Linked DNA regions of Sus scrofa: region 2 is linked to region 1. The links are chromatin contacts, called in public HiChIP or PLAC-seq maps. All regions are on one chromosome and are shown on one strand. Each heading gives the region's core, a stretch centred on a gene start, on an enhancer-like site or on the middle of the called end of the contact. The rest is flanking DNA. Distances are from core to core; before and after follow the strand shown.

Evidence for each region. HiChIP or PLAC-seq counts read pairs in DNA pulled down with a chosen protein or histone mark.
Region 2: an H3K27ac HiChIP or PLAC-seq map of alveolar macrophages shows a contact between it and region 1. The contact joins two enhancer-like sites. A contact is called at or near these places in 1 of 47 Hi-C or Micro-C datasets (liver) and 2 of 2 datasets of contacts at active chromatin or transcription factors (alveolar macrophages and skeletal muscle).

The regions. Positions count from the first base shown.
Region 1 is chr3:78,011,547-78,017,786 of Sscrofa11.1, forward strand. UGP2 (UDP-glucose pyrophosphorylase 2) reads right to left here. Exons shown (of 10, transcript NM_213980.1): 2 at 3,117-3,244; 3 at 2,168-2,275. Among named protein-coding and RNA genes, the nearest start is that of UGP2, 16 kb to the right of the region's middle. Within about 2 kb of position 3,180, at least 1 of the 83 cell types and tissues checked has an H3K27ac peak or open chromatin away from gene starts, as enhancers often do. A contact at or near this core is called in alveolar macrophages, where this site is marked.
Region 2 is chr3:78,200,257-78,206,578 of Sscrofa11.1, forward strand. No RefSeq gene overlaps it. Among named protein-coding and RNA genes, the nearest start is that of MDH1, 60 kb to the right of the region's middle. Within about 2 kb of position 2,910, at least 1 of the 83 cell types and tissues checked has an H3K27ac peak or open chromatin away from gene starts, as enhancers often do. A contact at or near this core is called in alveolar macrophages, where this site is marked.

The sequences.
Region 1 (6,240 bases), core at 1,930-4,429:
AGGCGGATTCCTCCATTGACAAAGCAGAATATTGAATCTAAAAATATACTGAAAGCAACAAATCTTTGTGTCTTCCTTCAAGGGAGGCTCTATCATCAAAAGGACATTTTTGTAGGAGAAAAAAAATTCCCAGATCAACAAGAATTAAGAAGACAGCTACACCTTTATACCCAGGTCTGTCATAAATTAGAAAAGTGAGGCTATTTCAACCAGGAATAAATTCCTAGCAAAAATATTAAGTATTTAAGGTAGGAAAATACATAATGCCTAAATTTTTTATTGTAATTTTAGGACTGCCCCCAAACATTCTTTTTTTCAATATAACTGAATTTATAACTAGTTCTCTTTTTAAACTATATACCTATCCAGAAGATTGTTCTTACTAATTTTTCAGGAGAGAATATTATTTATTCTACAACCTAAAAGCAGAAAAATAAATCAAAATACATCATGAGGGTCAAAGAAATCAAAGACTAAAACAGAAGACCCCAAAGAAAAATTAATGCACATTGTACTGTAACTGGCAAGCACTACAGACAAGAAGAATTTTAACTTCAACATAAAAAATGAGAGACTCCTTCTGAGTGCCTACGTGGGATTTTTTTTTTTAATTTTGCTTGTTATTTTCTTTACCATGAGCTACTGTAATTTATAATTTTTAAAAGTTTAATAACTGAAAGACATTTTTCACATATGGGGAAAAAAACACTCCTCACCAGGAACTATATTTAAGACTTTCTCATTAGGAAGAAATATGAGAGACTCAATCAGCTTAAGCCACCAGAGATGATACACAAATGAATCATATTGTTTGTGTCCCGATAAAACTTCACAAACACAAGCAGTGTTACAGCCTTCAGGCAGTACTTCCTGCTCAAAACACCCCCATTTTAAAATCATTAGATTATCTAAGATTACAGATACATAAGAGATAAATTATCTATGTACAATTATTCCATTCTATCAAGTCTTTTCTACCTGCAGTGAAAAGTGCCTGTAAGCAGCAGAGGTCAAAACTGCTAACAGAAAAGAAAGGTCACTGTGTTAACAAAACCTGTCCCTGAACCTGTCACTTCATTTAGATCAATCACTCAACCTGGGACACAGGGTCTCCTGGCCTCAATGACAACATATGTATGAAGCCAGCACATGCATACAAACAAGTACTGCTAGGCCAGAGAAGTACCACATAACATGATAGAAATAACCACAAACATCTTTTTCCTTTTTTCAGGGCCACATCCACGGCATATGGAAGTTCCCAGGCTAAGGGTCAAATCAGAGCTGCAGCTGCCGTCCTACCCCACAGCCACAGCCACGCCAGATTCGAGTCACATCTGTGACCTACACCACAGCTCACAGCAATGCCAGATCCCAGACCCACTGAGCGAGTACAGGAATCTAATCCACATCCTAATGGATGCTAGTCGGATTGGTTTCTGCTGTGCCACAGCGGGAACTCGGTTTCCCTGTGTTTCTTAATAGTCTAACAACTCTGTCAAGTACAAAAAGCACTTGGTATTATTCTCATTTTACACAAAGCTCAAAAGTTGCAGAGCTAGGATTTGAACTTCTGCTACTACTGCACAACACCTCTTTAGTGCCACTTTCTGCTAGAGGCTGATGACAGAAGTAGAGACATTTGGCCTGAGCCTCAAAGAATGAGCAGGATTCTGATAGGAGAAGCCACCAAAGCATTCCAAGGGAACAACATATACAGAAGTCTAGAAGCAGGGAAATACTTTCTGTGTGATGGGAACGCTGGGTTGTTCAAGTGAGACAGGCAAGAGAGGTACAGCTAGAAAGATGGGTTGAATGCGTGGCGTGAGCTTTAAGTCTGTATATGACCTTACAGGCAATGAGAAATCAGATGGTCTGGAGATAGAAGGAAGAAAAGAACATAATGAAGCTCTTACCATGTGTTTGAGCAAAATAAGTGCCTCATATTCAAGATGTTAAGTTATAAGATGAGATGTTCATTAAGTCCTCTGCAGGACTGGATAGATGAGTCTAACAGAAGGGAAAGCAGTAGAAGACTATCTCTGTGCATTCACTCTGTAAAGTGATGGCTCCTATGGGTATCTTACATAGGTTACGATAGTAACCCCAAAGTTAAACCAGTGCCCAAAATTACCTTAAATTTTCCTACATTTTATCCAAAACTTACCGAATCTTCTGGAGGTCTCTGGATTTTTCCCCAGTCCACAGAAGGTCCCTTTTCTTGCAAGAATCTATGAAATAGCTTCCGAAATCCATCAAGGTCTTTTTTAGTGTGCTATGAGAATAGACATCATTGTTAGGACTAGCAGAATGCTTACTATTTAATAAAAACAGACAAATTGCACATTTAAAATAAGTTTCAGTGAAACTCTTATACTTTTAGAACATAAAGTAGAGCAGACTTTTTTTTTACAACCCAAATTAAAACTAAAGAGGAAAAAAAGCTAATAGTAACCACACTTAAAGGAATGTAAGCAATCTCCTCATCTCCTACCAGTAACATGAAATCTCATAATTTGTTTCATGGGAATTCCAACTGGTTCTCCACATTTACTCGCCAATAAACTCTCTACTTCTTGTAAGTGAAAATTAATTTTCACAAAAAGAAAAAGAAAAAAGCAAAAAAAACCCCCAGCTAACCTCAAAACATTATGTACAAATTGAAATTTGAAAATTAAAAGGATAATCCACTGATTTGTAAGTGGGAAAGTAAACATCTGCCTATTCAGGGAAACCTCTATCAAAGCTGTCAGAGTAGCACAGTTCTGTTGGAATTGGCTCTATGGAAAAGGCATGCAGTTGATAAATTAACTTCTCACAATTTTAACTGAACATTGGTATCCATTTCTCCACCTAATATCAAAACACAGAATAAATTGTAATTTTATTCTGATTCTTTTAGACTTTAGAAACTTCCTAGAATTTAAAAAATAAAGACAATGGTTTTAAAATGGGCAAATGTTGAAAATAATTATTAAGCAATCATAATTTCTAAAATATATCATTACATGTTATGCTTATTTAGAACTGGATGAGTAGTAGCACCATTAGCAACTCAATATGTAGACAGATCAAAGCTAAAAAGAAAAAAGGAAAAAACAGTGTGGGGTTCTTACCTCAAACTCATGTGATGGTGCCGTGGTAAGTATCTTTTCTAGTTCCTTCTTCACAGATAATTCTAGCTCCTGCCGAATGACTTCTTGGAACTGAGAAGCGCCATCTTGAGACATTGCTTTGCTGAGATCTTAAAATAAAAATATAAAACCACAAACTGAAAACTTGGACAGCCATTCACAGCTGATAAACCACAAGTGATTTACTTGCAGTGTGCCAACAAATGAAAAGGTCTTAATCCTCTGGTCCCATCAACCTCCAAGAGAATTTCAGCATTGTTGTCAACTAGTTAGGATTAGAAAATCCTAAGGGCTCAAATTTGACTGTTACATCTATATGCTTTACTAGTGTATCTAAAATACTAAACAATTTTGGAGAGTTGAGGCAGGTGGAAGCAAAAGGATTAATTTAATCTTCATTTGAGCACAGAGTTTCATCTCTACTGTTTCCCTCCTAGCCATCAAATCTGGAGAAAAATGAGAACAACTGAAATAATGTTCCTAAGGGCATATTTTATGGAACACATCCTTAAGGAATTGCTGCCTCATAAGAGAACTAAAGGAGTTTGGCAACCAAAGCAAATGATGACTCCTTTCTCCAGGCCAGATGAAAATTTAAGCAATCCTCTCCATTTTATTAAAAAAAATTTTTTTAAATTTTTCTTTTTTATAGCTGCACCTATGGCATATGGAAGTTCCCAGGCTAGATAGAGGTCGAATCAGTAATATAGCTGCTGGCCTACACCACAGCCATAGCAACACCAGATCCAAGCTGCAGCCTGTGACAATGCCGGATCCTTAACCCACTGAGTGAGGCTTTGCATCCTCATGATCACTATGGCAGGTTCTTAACCCACTAAGCCACAGTGGTAACTCCTCCTTCCACTTTCGAAGGAAAGCCACTCCAGTTCATATTCCTCACTAAAAAAGAACCCATTGAGAGATAACTGGCAAATCCAAAGTACCCCTACTTCCCTGGCATCGAAATTTTTATTCTAAAAGGAGAAGGGCACAGGGCTACCTCCCTGCTTCTTCAATTTCAGCCAAAATTTTTCAATGCTTATCTGTGTTGGAAAGACTATCAAGACTTTGGGCATAGCTGGGCACCTCTGTCATAGATGGATCTCACTAAAGGTGACAGAAATGTCTGTTGGATGAAAATAAACAAAAACAAAGTACAGAAAAAGAAAACATCCCAGGCCCAAGTACCTTAGAAGAAAAACGTCAACACAAATAGTTTTATATACTTTATTATCTAGACAGAAATTATCCCATCTACTTTTTTGGGGTTTTTTTGTTTGTTTGTTTTTGCTTTTTAGGGCCACACCTGTGGCATATGGAGGTTCTCAGGCTAAGGGTCCAATCAGAGCTACAGCTGCCAGCCACAGCCACACAGGATCTGAGCCGCATCTGCAACCTACACCACAGCTCACGGCAATGCCGGATCCTTAACCCACTGAGTGAGGCCAGGGATGAAACCCGCAACCTCATGATTACTAGTCGGATTTGTTTTCACTGTGCCACAACGGGAACTCCCCATCTACATCTCATAAAATAATGACCAGTCAAATTTTGTACACCCCCCCTTTATCCTCAATACCTAATTCAATCTTATTTTATAAATGTTTGAACATAAGCTTCAAAAATACATTTAACTTGATAGCTAATTAGTTCTACAAATGTTGGCTAATTTAGCAAAATCATATTTCAGCATAGCTAAAAATACTATAAATTCGTTCATGTGTTATCTGGTAAGATGGAAACATATAGACAGAATTTAAAGTAACATAACCAATATTTTTTAAGATATTTTTGAGCAGAAATTAGTAAATTACTATTAAAAATTAATAAATACATAACTCCCAAGGCAATTTATTTAATGTAGACGGCCTCTCCAAAATATCTAAAAATGTTAACAAATGAGCTATTTCACATAACTCTTCAAAAAAAAGTTTATGCACAGTTTCTATCATACTAAAATCCAAGAGAAAAAAAAAAAACAAGGGAATTTGGTGAAAGCAACAATCTAATCCTAAAATAGTGTTTTCTGTGTTCATTTTAAAGGCTAAGTTTATAGACTCCAGTAAAACTACTAAAATGACCCAAACTATGGTTCATAAATAACTTTTCTGTAGACTAGGAAACACTGAACGAAACACAAATGTGTATGTTTCATAAACAACCTAAAGATATGTTGCAACCAATAAGTAGAAATTTGATTATAATCTGCAAAGAAGGAAGATACTGGATGAGTATGTTGGCATAACTGTAATAGGTAATTAAAAAAACTCCTGAAGAACATTTTAAACTAGAGTTAATGTGACATCAACCATACATGCCATCCCTCAACTGACTTAGTTGCAATTTAAAATTTGTCACAGGTTAAGTCCCATCCTGCTGCCCCATGTATACCTAGAATCTCTCTACCCCAAAGCTTGACACCAACTCCCATATTAATGTTTAGGGAATAATTTGGAAGAAAAATCTACTACATATAAAACCTCTAAAGAACACATGAATCATGTGATTCCCCGTCATAGACTGATTAAAATAGATCAATAAGCAACTATACAATGATCTTTAAAATAAGTATTTTGTTAAGACTCGAAAACATCTACAAGACATGCTGCTTTGTTGTTGAAGTGAGATCCTGAAGGCCAGCATGCACAATAACATTCCTACACAATAGTGATGGAAACATTTAACTTACTTATACTCTGGGGAAATGCCAAAAGAAAGATAAAACTAAATGTAACTACAGGAGTTCCCATTGTGGCACAGCAGAAACAAATCCAACTAGTATCTATGAGGTTGTGGGTTCGATCCCTAACCTGGCTCAGTGGGTCAGGGATCCTGTGGTGTAGGTAGCAGAAGTGGCTTGGATCCCGAGTTGTTCTGGATGTAGTGTAGGCCGGCAGCTGCAGCTCTGATTTGACCCTTAGCTTGGGAACTTCCATATGCTGCAGGTGCAGCACTGAAAAACAAACAAACAAACAAAAAACAACCCAAAAACCCAAAACAACAAAACAAAACCCCTTAAATGTTAACTACAAAGTTTAAAAATAACCATAGTAGGAATTATTTTGTGGTGCAGCAGGTTAAGGATCCAACTTTGTCATTGCAGCAG
Region 2 (6,322 bases), core at 1,660-4,159, 190 kb after region 1:
TTTGTATGGAGGCTACCAGCCAGTGGTGGGCAGGGGTAAGTCATGAGGTAGCTGGCTACAGGGCTCAGGGAATTCCTAGGACTACTGCTGTCCTAGTGCTGGGTAAAGCTAGATTCTGAGATGGGTGGATTCTAGACTAGGGATCCTAGATCTAGGTTTGGCCTGCTGGTGAGCAGGGCCTGTTCCTGACACAACGGAATGAAGAATCTGACATGTCTCAAAGCTGCTACTAGCCCACTGGTGCATGATGCTTATTCCTGAGGCACTTGGCTTATGGGTCCAAGGTGTCTCAGAGCTGGCATAACCCTTCTTGCTGCTCTTAAAATGCTCCTTTGTCTTTTATTTTAGACAATTTTGTTATAATGTGTCTTGGAGAAGTTCTTTCATGGTTGAAATTTTGAGGTGGCCTATTACTTCATGAACCTGGATGTCCAAATCTTTCCTCAGGTTGGGAAGTTCTCAGTCATTATTTCTTTAAATAAGCTTTTGACCCCTTCTCCCTCTGCTCCTTCTTGGACTCCAGTAATATATGCATCATTTCTGATAGTGTTCTAAAAGTCCCATGGGTTTTTAAAATCCTTTTCATTAATTTTTTCCTTTTGCTCCTCTGATTATATAATTTCAATTGATCTGTTATCAAGGTCAGTGATTATTTCTTCTGCTTGATGAAGTTTGCTATTGAGGCTCTCAATAAATTCTTCAATATTGTTTATATTGTTATAGTCTTCAGCTCCAAAATTTGTTTGTCTTTTTTTCCTGTATCTTTGTTCAACTTCTTTTTTTGCTCTTGTGTTGTTTTCCTGATGTCCTTAAGTTGTATGTCTGTGTCCTTTTATAGCTTTATGAGCATTTTTGTAACAATTACTTTGAATTCTTTGTCAGGTAATTCATGTATCTCCATTTCTTTGGGGTCAGTTGCTGAATGTTTACTATGTTCCTTTGGTAGTGTTATGATTCCTTGATTCTTTTTGATCCATATAATCTTTTGTAGGTGTCTGCACATTTGAAGAAGCAGTCATTTCTTCCACTCTTTATGGGCTGACCAGTTAGGAAAAAACCTTCAACTGAGAGTGGGGGAACACTGGAGCATGGTGTAATGTGGTACAGAGTACAAGTGTGGGTATATATGTGACTCCAGTTCTGAGGAAGCATCATGGCTCTTTGGCTTAAGCTGCTGAAGATCACAGCATCAACATCTGTGTGGCCCTTGGCTAGTACTGTATAGGGGTCTGTAGCTGTTGGGGCTGTTGGGTTCCTCAGTAGCACCTCTAGGTCCAGATGCTAGGGATCAGGGTAGGCAGCAGTGGTACCTAGAGCTGGTGGTGTGCACACACTCACCTGTAGGAGCCAGCTGTAGGTGCCTATATGCTGGCAGGGGCCTAAAGCAGATACACACATGGTAGCAGGGCAGGGGCTGGGGCTCAGCAATCAGAAAGGGCCAGGACCAACTGTGAGTAAAGCTGGCAGCTCCCAGCTATTCATATACACTACTGTGTTTGCTGGGTCTTACCACAGGAACAGTGGAGGTCAATGTTGGGAGTCAGGTTGGGGTTTGCAGGTACACAGCTAAGAGGACCTAGCTGCAGATGAATCTCATGGTGCAGGCCAGTGACAGGAAACAGGGTGAGCATACACTTCTGGGACTGCAGGATCTTACCACAGGTGTGCACACATCAGCGGAGGCTGATGACGGGTGTTAGGCTGGCAGCATACAGATACACAACTAGAGGGGCTAGCCCTGAGTATGCACAACACTGATTGATAGGGCAAAGCTATGAGAGTCTAGGGTGGTTCTTGCACTCATGTAGCTGCAGAGGCCTGGACTGGCTGCCTGTGCAGGTCTTAGGCTTCAGCAGGGTTATGGGGAGGAAGTTGGAGAAGCCCCAAGTTCAGTGAGTTCAGCCCAGATTCTAAGAAATTCCCTGCCTGGGTGGTAGATGAATCAGGCTGAGGGAGGTGTAGGCAGATGGGCTAGGTGGGTCTTGGCAGAATCTCTTCCTTCAGGGTGTTTCCAGAAGACATGGAAAGTTCCTGAGCTCCCAGTGAGCTGAAGAAGTGATGAGAAAGCCAGAGGAGAAAATAAATTTGGAATGGGGTTCAAAAGACCAAGGCAGGTGAAGAACACTCTCATGTTGACAAAGGCTTGCACAAGAACAAGGTGCCCCCCCCTCAGGCCAAGGCCTCCTGATACACTCAGGATAAGTTAGATCTCACACACACCCTGGCAAGGATTGGGATAGGCCCAGATCTCAGAGTTCATTGAATGTTTATTACATTTTAGACCAAACTGAGTTAAAACCAAGAGGCATGATTGAGCGTTTTCTATGGTCAAGGGAAATGAGAATCCAAGAGCTAAACTGAATTTAGTTATAGTACTTTGTCCTATAAATTTTAAACCTCTGTAATATTCTTTATGGTATATTTTCATCATGTAAGGAATGGCCGCCCCATAGCTTTTCTTTTTCAGAAATTATTTGACTGCTGACTTTTCACTCTATCTGATAAACTCTGAATCACTTTGTCAAATTTCCCAAAAGCTTCTGGGAAGTTTCAGTTCTATATATAAACTTTATAGTAATCTGGGAAAAAAATAAAACAAAAAAATTTTAGCCTGGTATGATTGCCATCAAAGAGAAAGAAAAAATATAAAGTCAGTCACATTATTCCTTTTATCTATGAAGAGAAAACATTTTTTCTCAGTTGCTGGATTCAGACCAGCAATGGAATCCTGGGACTTTGATGTGGGTTTGGTTTCTGGAAACTGGTGCTGGAATTAGGAATAGGGCAGGGGTGGCCTGAGGCTTTGGGACATGAAACAAATAGAGAAGCAAGAATAGTATTCAGGGGAAAAGTCAGACCTGGGAACCCATTGAGACTCAGGCTTACATCCAACAGGAACTATGTAGAAAACGGAACTGTGTAGAAAATTAGAAAGTGGAACAAGATGAATTCATGAGGACAATGAGGAGGAGGTTTGGTAAGCTCACCTCAAATGGGAAAGAAGCTGAGTCCCAGGCCCTTGTGGAGCTCCTATAAGAGGTACAGATATGTGGTGGAAAGTGCTCCCTCATCCTCACAGCACATTCAGTATTGAGCAATGGGTTTGGATAGGCTACAGTGAAGGAGTAAGGATCGTGGAGACATATTCTTCTGATGTCCTGTTATGAGAGCCTTTTGTCGAGAGCATCGCTGACCAGCAGCCTCCAGCAGCTCCCATTCAGTGACTGGGCACCGTGGGGGTGCCCAGGTCAGGCCCTGCTTACCCAGTGGGGGATTCCTTTGATGGACAACTTTGACTCTGGAACTCCCCATCAACCTGGCCAAAACATGCTCAGAACTGCCCTGTATTTGAGGGTCTTTCTGCCCAAACTTCCTTCCTTCCCTCTTTCCTTTCATGTATGTCAGGCCTATATTGTGTTGTGATGGCACTTCCTACCTTCTCCTGTTCCCTCCCACTCTATCCTTCACAGGCATTTCCCCAATAAATCTCTTGCACAGCTAATCCCATCTTGATCTCTGCTTAAAAACTTAGTATGGAACAACTGTCCAAGTGGATGTGATTCCTTAACATCTCTTCTCCATATTACCCTCCTGCCTGAACACACACATCCAAATACACATAGTCATACCTCAGTATCAGGGGTTCATCCCAGGACCCTCCACAATATAAAAATCCACGGATGCTCGGGTCCCTTATATAAGGTGGTGTAGCATTTACATATAACCCTGTGCATCCTTCCATGAACTTTAAATCTTTAAATCTCTAGATGATCTAAAATATCTGATATAATGTAAATGCCATGTAAATGGTTGTAAATGCAATATAAATACTATGTAAATAGTTGCCAGTACATAGTAAATTCAAGTTTTGCTTTTTGGAACTTTTTCAAATATTTTTGATCCAGGGTTGGTTGAATGTACAGATGCAGAACCCCCGGATACAGAAAGCCAACTGTATACATTTATCATACATTTATGTCCCAGGTGCTGTGCTAATTAATTCACATTCATTATCTTCATTCCTGCAGTTACCATATGAGGTAAATGCCATTATTAGTGATGTTTTAAATGAGAAAATAACTGTATACATTTATCATGCATTTATGTGCCAGGTACTGTGCTAATTAATTCACATTCATTATCTTCATTCCTGCAGTTACCATATGAGATAAATGCCATTACTGGTGATGTTATAAGATGAGAAAAATTGAAAAGACAAAGGCCAAACAACTCATGTAGTATGATACAACTGGACAGACATACCAGGTCAGATCTGACTCCATATGTGATGCTCGCACGCTTGTGCTCAGTGGCCTCTGGTGGCAACTGCAGGACCTATCAAGGGCACCAGTGAGAGATCTTAAAAGTTCTCATCACAAGAAAAAAAATAGTAACTGTTTGGCGACGGATGTTGACTAGACTATTGTCGTCATCACTTCACAATATATACATATCCTGAATCATTAAGTTGTATGCCTGAGACTAATATAATGTTTTATGTCAACAATACCTCAATTTAAAAAAAAAGAAAAAAAGATCACCAGGACATGTGTCTAACAGCTGAAAGACTCTCTCTAGTTCCTCCTGCCTTCCTTATGCTGTGATCTGCTCACCTGTTTCCATCCATTGCCTTCTGCCTGGCCTATTTGGATGGACCCTTAGCTGAAGTACCTGTGTACTTTTGATCTTGATTTGGTTCTATTCCTGGCTTCCTTGGTCTTTATTTTGTTTTATCTCTGGCCTCCTTTCAATCATCTCCTTACTCTGTAGCTGAAAGCCCAGTTTTATTTTTACCCTGAGCCCATCTCATATCCTCTGCTTTCTGTCTCTTTTCCTCCCTGAACCTCCTTCATCAGTTCTTATGACAGCAATTTCTTCACCTTTTACTCCCTGAACCTCCTTCATCAGTTCTTATGACAGCAATTTCTTATGCAGTCATATTAATGGAAAACTGAGGACATCTTATTAAATGCCCCCCAAAAAATTGAAAAACAGGTATTCAGACAAAAATTTGTACACAAATGTTAATAGCAGCATTATTCATAATAGTCAAAAAGTGGAAATAACCCAAATGTCTATCAACTAATGCATGGATAAACAAAATGTGTTACATACAGTCAAATCTTTTTATTCACAGTAGTTATGTTCTGTGAAGTCACCACAAACACTAAATTAGGAAACACAACTATTGCTCCTGGAGAAAATAGGAGGTTAGGTTCCTGCAAGCCTCTGGTCACATTTTCTTCAACTGTTCCATGCATAATTTTGTCTTATATGTGTTTCTGCTTAAAGATCATTTAATGTAAATTGTTCATACATTAACATGGAACTCGGGGCTGACAGCACTCTAAGTCATTCCTGAAAGAAACTTATCAACATACATATTTTCTCCATGAGGTGCCTCACAGCCTTCTTGTGCTAAACACTAGAACCCTAGAACACAATCTACTTGGGGGAACTTTTAAATGGTGAAATCACCAGCAAAAGGCCCCCAGATGCAAAAAACCTAGAAATAGGCTATGAAAGGGACACTTAGCTGAAACAGGGAAAGGAGAATATTGCTTTATTATACCTCAGCTAGGAACATGCACATCAGGTGACTCAAAATTTTCACCACTCTGTGCATGTGCATGGGAGTTGATTTGGGGTTTACAGCTAAATTTTAGCAAGTAGGTAAATTTGAAAATTAGAATTTATAAATAATAAGGATTAACTGACCATACAGTAGAATATTATTTAGCTATAAAAAGGAATGAAGTACTTTCACATGTAATAATGTAGATGAACCTTGAAAGCATTTCATTACCTGAAAGAAGCAGATATAAAAGGCTACATATCATATGATTCCATTTATATGAAATATCCAGAATAAGTAAATCCATAAAGGCAGAAAGCAGACTAGTGGTTGACTTGAGCTAGGGGAGAGGTAACAAGAGCAAGTGTTTGCTTAATGGCTACAGGGTTTTCTTTGAGGTGATGAAAATGTTCTGGAACTAAATACTGGTGATAGTTACACAACAGTGTAAGTGTACTAAATGTCACTGAAGTTTACAGTTTAAAATGGTAAATTTTTTATATATATATATAATGATTTTTATTTTTTTCGATTATAGCTGGTTTACAGTGTTCTGTCAATTTTCTGCCATACAGCATGGTGACCCAGTTACACATACATGTATACATTCTTTTTTCTCACATTATCATGCTCCATCATGGAAACAACCCAAATGTCCATTGACAGATGATTGGATTAGGAAGATGTGGTATATATACACAATGGAATACTACTCAGCCATTACTTTATGTGTATTTACCACAATTT